Regions from separate parts of the Mus musculus genome. Here region 2 is linked to region 1. Evidence: chromatin contacts called from public HiChIP or PLAC-seq data. All regions are on one chromosome and are shown on one strand. Each heading gives the region's core, a stretch centred on a gene start, on an enhancer-like site or on the middle of the called end of the contact. The rest is flanking DNA. Distances are from core to core; before and after follow the strand shown. Region 1 overlaps Ahcyl2 (S-adenosylhomocysteine hydrolase-like 2). Region 2 has its middle 39 kb from the start of Zc3hc1.

Region 1 (3,924 bases), core at 440-2,939:
CTTTTGTACAGTTGTACAGCAGTGCTTGAGGGTGCTAGCTTTTCTACATCCTTAACAACACTTTTATTATTGTGTTCTTTATTATTGCCATCCCATTGAACATAAAGCAGTGTATGATTTAGAAGGCTAGTAATAGTCTCCATTCTTTCCTATGCTTTTTGGCTATTGATATCTTCTCTAGAGAAACATCCTTTCAGACCCTGTGTTCATTTTTTTAAATCAGATTATTTGTCTTTATTGTGAGTTGTAAGAGTTCCCAATACATTTCTAGTAGACATCCCATTTGATTTACAAAGATTTTGTTCCATTCACTAAGTTGTCTTTTAAACACTTCCTTAGTGGGGTCATTTACAGCAAGGACTTGTATGTTTGTTGATGTAGTCAGTCTCTGTTTTTCTTCTGTTGTTTATATTTAAAGTGCTGTATCGTTGTAGACTGTTGCAGAACCTGAGGCCACAAGGATTCACTTTCATGTTCCTCTAACATTTCTGTTAAAAACTAAGAGGTTTTTCTAGTTCTTGCTCTTAAGAATATGATCCATTCATGTTGTAGACATTGGTTGACCATTTTACATACAGAGTTGAGGGAATAAAAACTACTTGTAGTTTATCTGGAAAGCTATTAGGAATTTGCCTAGTATGTTCTTATTATTTAACACCATTTGTAATGAAAGCAAGAATACAACCTACCTAAAAAAAGGAATATGATCCATATAAAATTGATTTTATATATTTTATTATATATTATAATATTACTATATATATTATATATATATACTATATATTGTGTGTGTTTTTATGAGGTAGGGGGTCTAACGTCTTTCCTTTTCATGTGTTTATCTCTTCTGTTTTTAAGGGAACAAGAATGTGGTAACCAGAGAGCACTTGGACCGTATGAAGAATAGCTGCATCGTTTGTAACATGGGCCATTCCAACACCGAGATTGATGTGGTAAGATCCTCACTGACCACTGATGGGACCTTTCTTGTTTCTCCTTCATTCTCTCCTTCCCAAGTAACAAACTGGAAGAAGAAAAGGCAGGGGCATCAGCTAGTCTGAACAGGAGTCATGAGTGCTCTGGAATAGTCCATGTCTGTTCACTTTCCAGCCCTAGGGCCTGTGCTTAGGGGCAAAATAAAGCTTTTTCATCGCAACCATTTCAAATGATTACCTCCTTACACCCAGGCTTGGTACCTACTCAGACTGTGTCACAGTGGACTCAGTATATGGGGATGTTTAGCTTTACATAAAGACACGTAGTCTGGTCCGTGGAAACACTCAAAGGAGAGATCTGTGGGCTAGGAGAAGTACATTGCCTTAGAATGGCTGTGCCTATCAACCACTGCAGTTTCTTTTCTCTCCCTTTTTCACTGGCCTAGGTCTCCCCTTAACATCTCTCTCAAATCACTGTAACTAGGTTATAGGTACCACCTTCAGTTCAGAGCCACTGTGTAACAGCATATATTCCTAAACCTGGGAAGTTTATTGCTGTAGTTCTATCTTCTGATTATATCCAACCAAACCTCTAATAAGTTATCCAAGTAGCAGTTAATAGAGGTGTATTTATTTCTTTTTAGACTTACCAAAGTATCTCTCAGTATGACTTTGACTCTGGCTTTAAGTTTTTATGGCATTTTCTGGCATGCCTGTCTTTCTCTGTGGGTAACTGGCTCAACCACAGCAGGCTTTCATCTCACTGAGGGCTGCTGTGACTGAGCTTCAGCATTTCAGGTAAGGACCAGCTGCTGCCGAGAGCCGTTGGACGATATTTAGTTTATGTGGTTTCTCTTTTTAACCCTGTTGTTCTATTCTTTTGTTATTAGAAGTATTTGGCTGGGGATGCAGCTCCATGTTAGAGTGTTTGCCCCCCACACTAGGCCCAAGGTTTAATTCCCACACCACACAGCACCAGAAAGGAGGAAGGAAATAGCTAGCCAGATAGCCTCCCAGAGCCTAAGGCTAGTCTGGGGGTCTGAGTACCATGGCATCATTGCTCTGTCTTGACACTGTGGTTTGCTTACAGTTACTAATGGAGTTGATAGTTGGTTCCTTGGCAGGGGTGGGGATCCTCTTACATTCCAGTTATGTACCATGAGTGAAGGGGCACCTCTACTACATGGTCAAAGAGAAAGCGTGAAGACTTTCTTTCCAAAACCACAGGAAGCTCTGAATAACAGATGCGGCCATCTAACTTCTGCACCTTTACTTTTATTCACTCCATGCCCTTGACTACCCTGGGAGGGTTAGTCTTAACTTTTAACTGGGAAGCGTAGACATTAAGTACACTGGTAAGTCATACAACTGATTCAGAATGAAATTTAAGCACAAAATTCTTCAAGTATTTGAGCCGGTGTGTGTGGTGGTGCTCATCTTTAATCCCAGCACTTAGGAGGCAGAGGCGGGCAGATCTCCGAGTTCAAGGCTAGCATGGTCTACAGAGTGAGTTTCAGGACAGCCAGAGCTACACAGAGAAACCCTGTTTCAGAAAAACAAAACAAAACAAAATAATTCAGGTGTATTGACTCCAAGGCCTAGTTTTCCCTTTAAAGATGGGCTAAACATGAGTAATTCCTCAGAATAAAGGTCACAAGACCATTTACCTTCAATCACAAATATTACTGTATGGTTGCTATATGCCACCTGGAGTTCTAGATGCTTGGAGTCAACGAATATAACAAATTCCTACCCTCATAGAGCTTATGAGGAGAGTGAGACAAAAAACTTAACATAATAAATAAGTAAAATTCTAAAGAGAAGAGAGAACTAGAGAATGGCAGAGGGCATCTGAAGAACTAGGCCATTATTTAAATAGTAGCTTAGACTGTGAGCCCAGTGTCGGGTCAGTCGTGTGGATTTCTAGGTAAGGGGCATTGTAAGCCGTAGCTGGTCCACATGGCCTGAGGCAGAAGGAGCCCTGCTGTTTGAGGGGTGAAAGGAGGCTGGTGTAGATGGCACGGTGAGCACAAGACAGGGAAGGGAGGATGAGGCTGAGGTGACAGGCCTAACAGCCCACGCTAAAAACAGTTCTGTTGTGAGAGAATCAGGGGGCCATTGTAGGGTTTCTAATCTGGCTTAGTTTTAATATGAAGGCTTTTACTTTAAAAGGATCATCCTGGATAACATGTTGAAACTAGACTTGGTTTTGCCATTATTTCTAGGTAGGCCCCCCTCCCCCATATTTGCTATATCAGGAGCCAAGAGCCATTCTTTTCTTTCTTTTCTTTGAGTTCTTCATGGCATAAGGTGTGGTCCAGAAAAGATGCTACTCAGAGGGCTTTTGAAAGTTAAATTAATGTGTGATGGTACTGTCACAGAGCATGTAAAACAAAATTTAAAGTAGATTGCTAGGAATTCAAGGCCAGCCAGGGCTGCATAAATAAGATCCTAACTAAAAAACAAACAAACAAAAACCAGCAAACTCAGCCAATAATTAGGACCAGGATGTTCATTCATTATTTAGCAAGTGTATGCTGAATATTTGGCCTGCTCTGTACCAAGTTTTAATTAGATGAAGTAAAAGCATTGAGCAACATCTTCTGCTCGTGAACTTTATATTCTTGTGTGGGAAATGGATAATAAATAAGTTAACAGTTATTGTCTGTGTTATATTGAGTGGAAAGGCAAGAGGAGGATGCTGAGAGCATCTTCTAATTGAAATGGCCAAGAAAGGCATTTTGTGGATAGACGATTGGGGAAGGCTGAATGAAAGGAAATGCAAGATGTGTGAGTACCCTGTATTCAGAGAAAATGGTCAGGCGGGAGTGCCGCTCAGAGGCAGAGCACTGGTCTGAGATGACTGCACACAGTCCTGGGTTCAGCCTCACCACTGCAAAGAGGAAACAAAACAAAACAGGTTGCCAAGAGCTGAAGAAGCTGTAGTAGAGCCAGCAAGATGGCTCAGCAGGTATAGGCACTTACATCCAAG
Region 2 (3,924 bases), core at 638-3,137, 450 kb after region 1:
ACCCTGTCTCAAAAAAAAAAAAATCTTATAAAAAAAAGTATTGTTAATGGGCTTCAGAGGTGGCTCAGTGGTTAAGAGTACTTGTTGGGCCGGGCAGTTGTGGCACATGCCTCTAATCCCAGCACTTGGGAGGCAGAGACAGGCGGATTTCTGAGTTCGAAGCCAGCCTGGTCTACAGAGTGAGTTCCAGGACAGCCAGGACTGCACAGAGAAACCCTGTCTCGAAAAATAAAAAACAAACAAACAAACAAACAAACAGAATACTTGTTGGTTTTGCAGAGGTCCTGGGTTCAATCCCCAGTATCCACATGATTCAAATGTTCCAGAGTATACAATGCCTTCTTCTGGTCTCTGCAGGCAGCAGGCAGGTATTTATGCAGGACAGACACACACACACACACACACACACACACACACACACACACACACACATACACACACACACACACACACACACACACACACACACACACATTAATTAATTAATAAGTCTTAAAAAAAAAAAAAGTCCTGTTAAGAAAGCTGGGCCACCAGCCAGGCATGGTGGCATACGACTTTAATCCCAGCACTCGGAAGGCAGAGGCAGGAGGATTTCTGAGTTTGAGGCCAGCCTGGTCTACAAAGTGAGTTCCAGGACAGCCAGGGCTATACAGAGAAACCCTGTCTCGAAAAAAATCACACACACACAAAAAGAAAGCTAGGCCATACACTTGCTGGGCACATAGCTTTCATCATTTCTTTGCCTAAACTTACTCCAAATTTCTCCTTCCCAGCCCTGAGCTGGTCTTGCCTTCTACTTCCTACTTGGCTTGGATACTTCCTATCTGCAGGGGGCAGCCTTCCAGATCCCCTCCCCTTCCCTCCTCTCTCATCTCTTTTTTTCTTTCTGTTTTTCTCCCACCAGAATATGATCCAGAGTTTCTGTTATGTAGTAGTCTCAGGCTGAATTCAAATTCATGATCCTCCTGCCTCAAGGCTCACAAGTACTGAGGTTGCAGGTGAAAGCCACACACTGTCAGGATCCAGGGCTCCAGGGCACTTTCAAAATAGGACATTTTTTTCCTTTTTTTTTTTTCTTTAGACAAGGTTTCAGTGTATAGCTCTGGCTATCCTGGAATTCGTTCTGTAAACCAGGCTGGTCTTAAACTCACAGAGATCCACCTGCCTCTGCCTTCTGAGTACTAGGATCAAAGATGTACAACAGTACCACTGGGTCTCAAAGTAGGATTTTACTGTTGCTGTTTTGGTTGTGGGGTATGTGTGTGTGTGTGTGTGTGTTTGTGTGTGTGTAGGTGTGTGTGTTGGGGGATCAGACCTGGTACCGTAGATACGGTCAACATTCAGTGTTCCACTCAACTACACCTCCAGTCCCTCAAAGTAGTTCCTTCAATGTGACGGTTGCACCACGAACTTTGCCACACCCCCAAACTCTTGCAGGTAACTGTAAACATATTATTTGTTCACATAATTAGCACACAGTTTCTGAGGCCCTTCTGGGCCAGGCATGTGCTGAATGCTTGGTTATGTGTAGGGATGCAGAGGACATAGCCGACCTGGCAGTTGAGTTCTGAGGTCAAAGGTCATCATGCTCTGCTCATGCAGTCACCTCTTTCCACATTCAATTTGTCTCACTTATTCCTTGAGCCCTGATGTGACACTATGCTCTGAAGAAACTCAGTCGTCAGATTCTCCATGTGCCCTGAAGAAGATCAAAACGAACTTCTCATCAGAATCCTGTTCCGGTACAAACTGCATTTACCTCTAGGACACCCAGTAACTTTGTTTCGAGGGAAAAGCACTAAGATTGATGTTGCTGATAGTAGAACACCGATGAGCAGCAGCTTCTTGAGCTAGAGGCAGCACATGTGCCTGCCCTGGCTCCACGGAACAAAAACTGCTTTCAGGTGCCAAAGGAAATGGGCGGAAGGATCTGGGCGGAAGGAGGGAGGGCTGCGTGGGCAGGTGTCTGTGAAAAGAGGGAGGGCTGAATGGGCTGGGGAGGGCTGAGTGGGTAGGAGACCCGGTTCTCTCTAGGTTCTTGGTCTCAGTTCAATGTCAGCCAGGTGTCCCAATGTTTTGACATTATGACATGATGTTGCCTATAAAGTTCATGAATCAGAAAACTGAGTTGCAACATTAAAAGAAATAAAAACATCTCAGGGCTGGAGAGATGGCTCAGCCTCTAAGAACATTGGCTGCTCTTCCAAAGGACCAGGGTTCATATCCCAGCACCCACATGGCAGCTCACAACTGTCTATAATTCCAAGATTGGACATCCTTACACAGATATACATGCAGGTAAAACACCAATGCACATAAAATAAAAATAATTTTAAAAATCTTTTAATATTTTAAGTAATTTTATGATTCTGTGTTGGGTCTCATTCCTAGCTATACTGAGGTACATGAAACCCTTGGCTATGGGTTGGACATACCTTGTTGGGTAGGGATCATAAGCTAGATCAACTGCTCCTACAATTTTGAGGCAACTGACAAGCTTGGCACTAAACTGGGGAGGGGTCATCACCATACAGACAGGGAGCACTGCTTCTTGGAGCCTGTGGAGATGTGGTGGCTTTGACTCCCCAGTAGCTTGGGGGTTTGCAAGGTCAGCCAGTAGGAGCTGAAGTTAGAGCCAGGGAGGTGGATGTAAGCTGCCTCATGGTGACTGGCTATCACTGGGTTAGCCAAGAACACAGGGAACGTTGCATTTGGGATTCCTCAGAACAGCAAAGGGCTGGGGCTAGTGAGGCATGGTGGGTCTTACTGTAATCTCAGCATTTCCAAGGCTGAGGAGAGTCAGGAGTTTGAAACAACTGGAGGATGTCCCCACGATCACCTCCATGGCACTAAATTCCTGCTTGGGTAGTTGGAGGGGCACAGATCAGATCTCCCAAAGGCTGTCTAGATTCTTGCCAGGAATGGATAACCCGTTACAGTAGCATTCATGGCAGTTTTGGCATCTGTGACAAGCTGCCATCTCTCTGGGTGGCTTGCTGGTTCAGTGGTCCAAAGGTGGGGCACAGTCCTGATCCCAATGAAAAGGTCATCTGCCTGTCACATTCTATGTATGGCTTCAGATGTCCTGAGCCACTTCCTGGCCCATGGCCTGCTTCTCATTCAGATTCCTCGGGGCGATTTTCCTGCAGTCTCTGTTTTCCAGGCTACCTGTCTTCTCCTCTTGACCCAGTCTTTCCTTCAGCTTTTGATTTTGTTGTGACAGTGTGGTGGCTAATCTTGATTGTCAACTTGACACACCTGGGAGAACTCTCAACCGAGGAAGTGACTGCATTGGGCTTGCCTGTGGGCATGTCTGTGGGGATATTTTCTTGATTGCTAACTGACGGAGGATGGCCCAGCCCTCGGAGGATGGTGCCATCCGGGGGCGGATAGGCCCGGGTTGTATTATAAAAACAGCTGAGCAAGCCAGGGAGAGCAAGTCAGTTACCAGGGCTCCTTCCGACCTCTGCTTCACCTCTGCTTCGTTTCTGTCTCATTTTCCTGCCTGACCTCCCTCAGAGATGGAGATGTAAGATGAATAAACCCTTTCCTCCCCAGGAGGCTTCCAGTCAGAATGGCTTATCACAGAAAAAACAAAACAAAACAAAACAAAAAAACCCCAAAACCAAAGACTGAGCAGGGTGCCCTGCAACCCATACTGGGGTCTGAATGCTGACCTCAGGTCTCCAGGCTTGCGTGGAGCATCATGCTGGCCCTGACATGGAGATTACAGGTATGGACGGCATCTACTGCCAATCTCACTTTTAAACTGGCAGAGTGTTTTCATGTACAAAGTCATACGTAGACTCGGTGCCCTGATTTTCCCCTCAGATTATAGAGTGGTAAGAGACTTCTTGGTTCCCAGGTTCTGTCCTGGAGCCAGGCCAGCATACCTTTAATCAATCCCAGCACTCAAGAGAGACA

What was found. HiChIP or PLAC-seq counts read pairs in DNA pulled down with a chosen protein or histone mark.
Region 2: a contact with region 1 is called in an H3K27ac HiChIP or PLAC-seq map of T-cell acute lymphoblastic leukemia, with 2.3 times the contacts expected there. The contact joins two enhancer-like sites. A contact is called at or near these places in 2 of 484 Hi-C or Micro-C datasets (bone marrow-derived macrophages and stem cell-derived neurons), 2 of 115 datasets of contacts at active chromatin or transcription factors (T-cell acute lymphoblastic leukemia and large pre-B cells) and 2 of 9 other capture datasets (liver and pancreatic islet).

What each region holds. Positions count from the first base shown.
Region 1 is chr6:29,895,467-29,899,390 of GRCm38.p6, forward strand. Ahcyl2 (S-adenosylhomocysteine hydrolase-like 2) reads left to right here. Exons shown (of 17, transcript NM_001171000.2): 12 at 856-950. Among named protein-coding and RNA genes, the nearest start is that of Strip2, 20 kb to the right of the region's middle. Within about 2 kb of position 1,690, at least 14 of the 459 cell types and tissues checked have an H3K27ac peak or open chromatin away from gene starts, as enhancers often do. A contact at or near this core is called in T-cell acute lymphoblastic leukemia, where this site is marked.
Region 2 is chr6:30,349,589-30,353,512 of GRCm38.p6, forward strand. No RefSeq gene overlaps it. Among named protein-coding and RNA genes, the nearest start is that of Zc3hc1, 39 kb to the right of the region's middle. Within about 2 kb of position 1,888, at least 37 of the 459 cell types and tissues checked have an H3K27ac peak or open chromatin away from gene starts, as enhancers often do. A contact at or near this core is called in T-cell acute lymphoblastic leukemia, where this site is marked.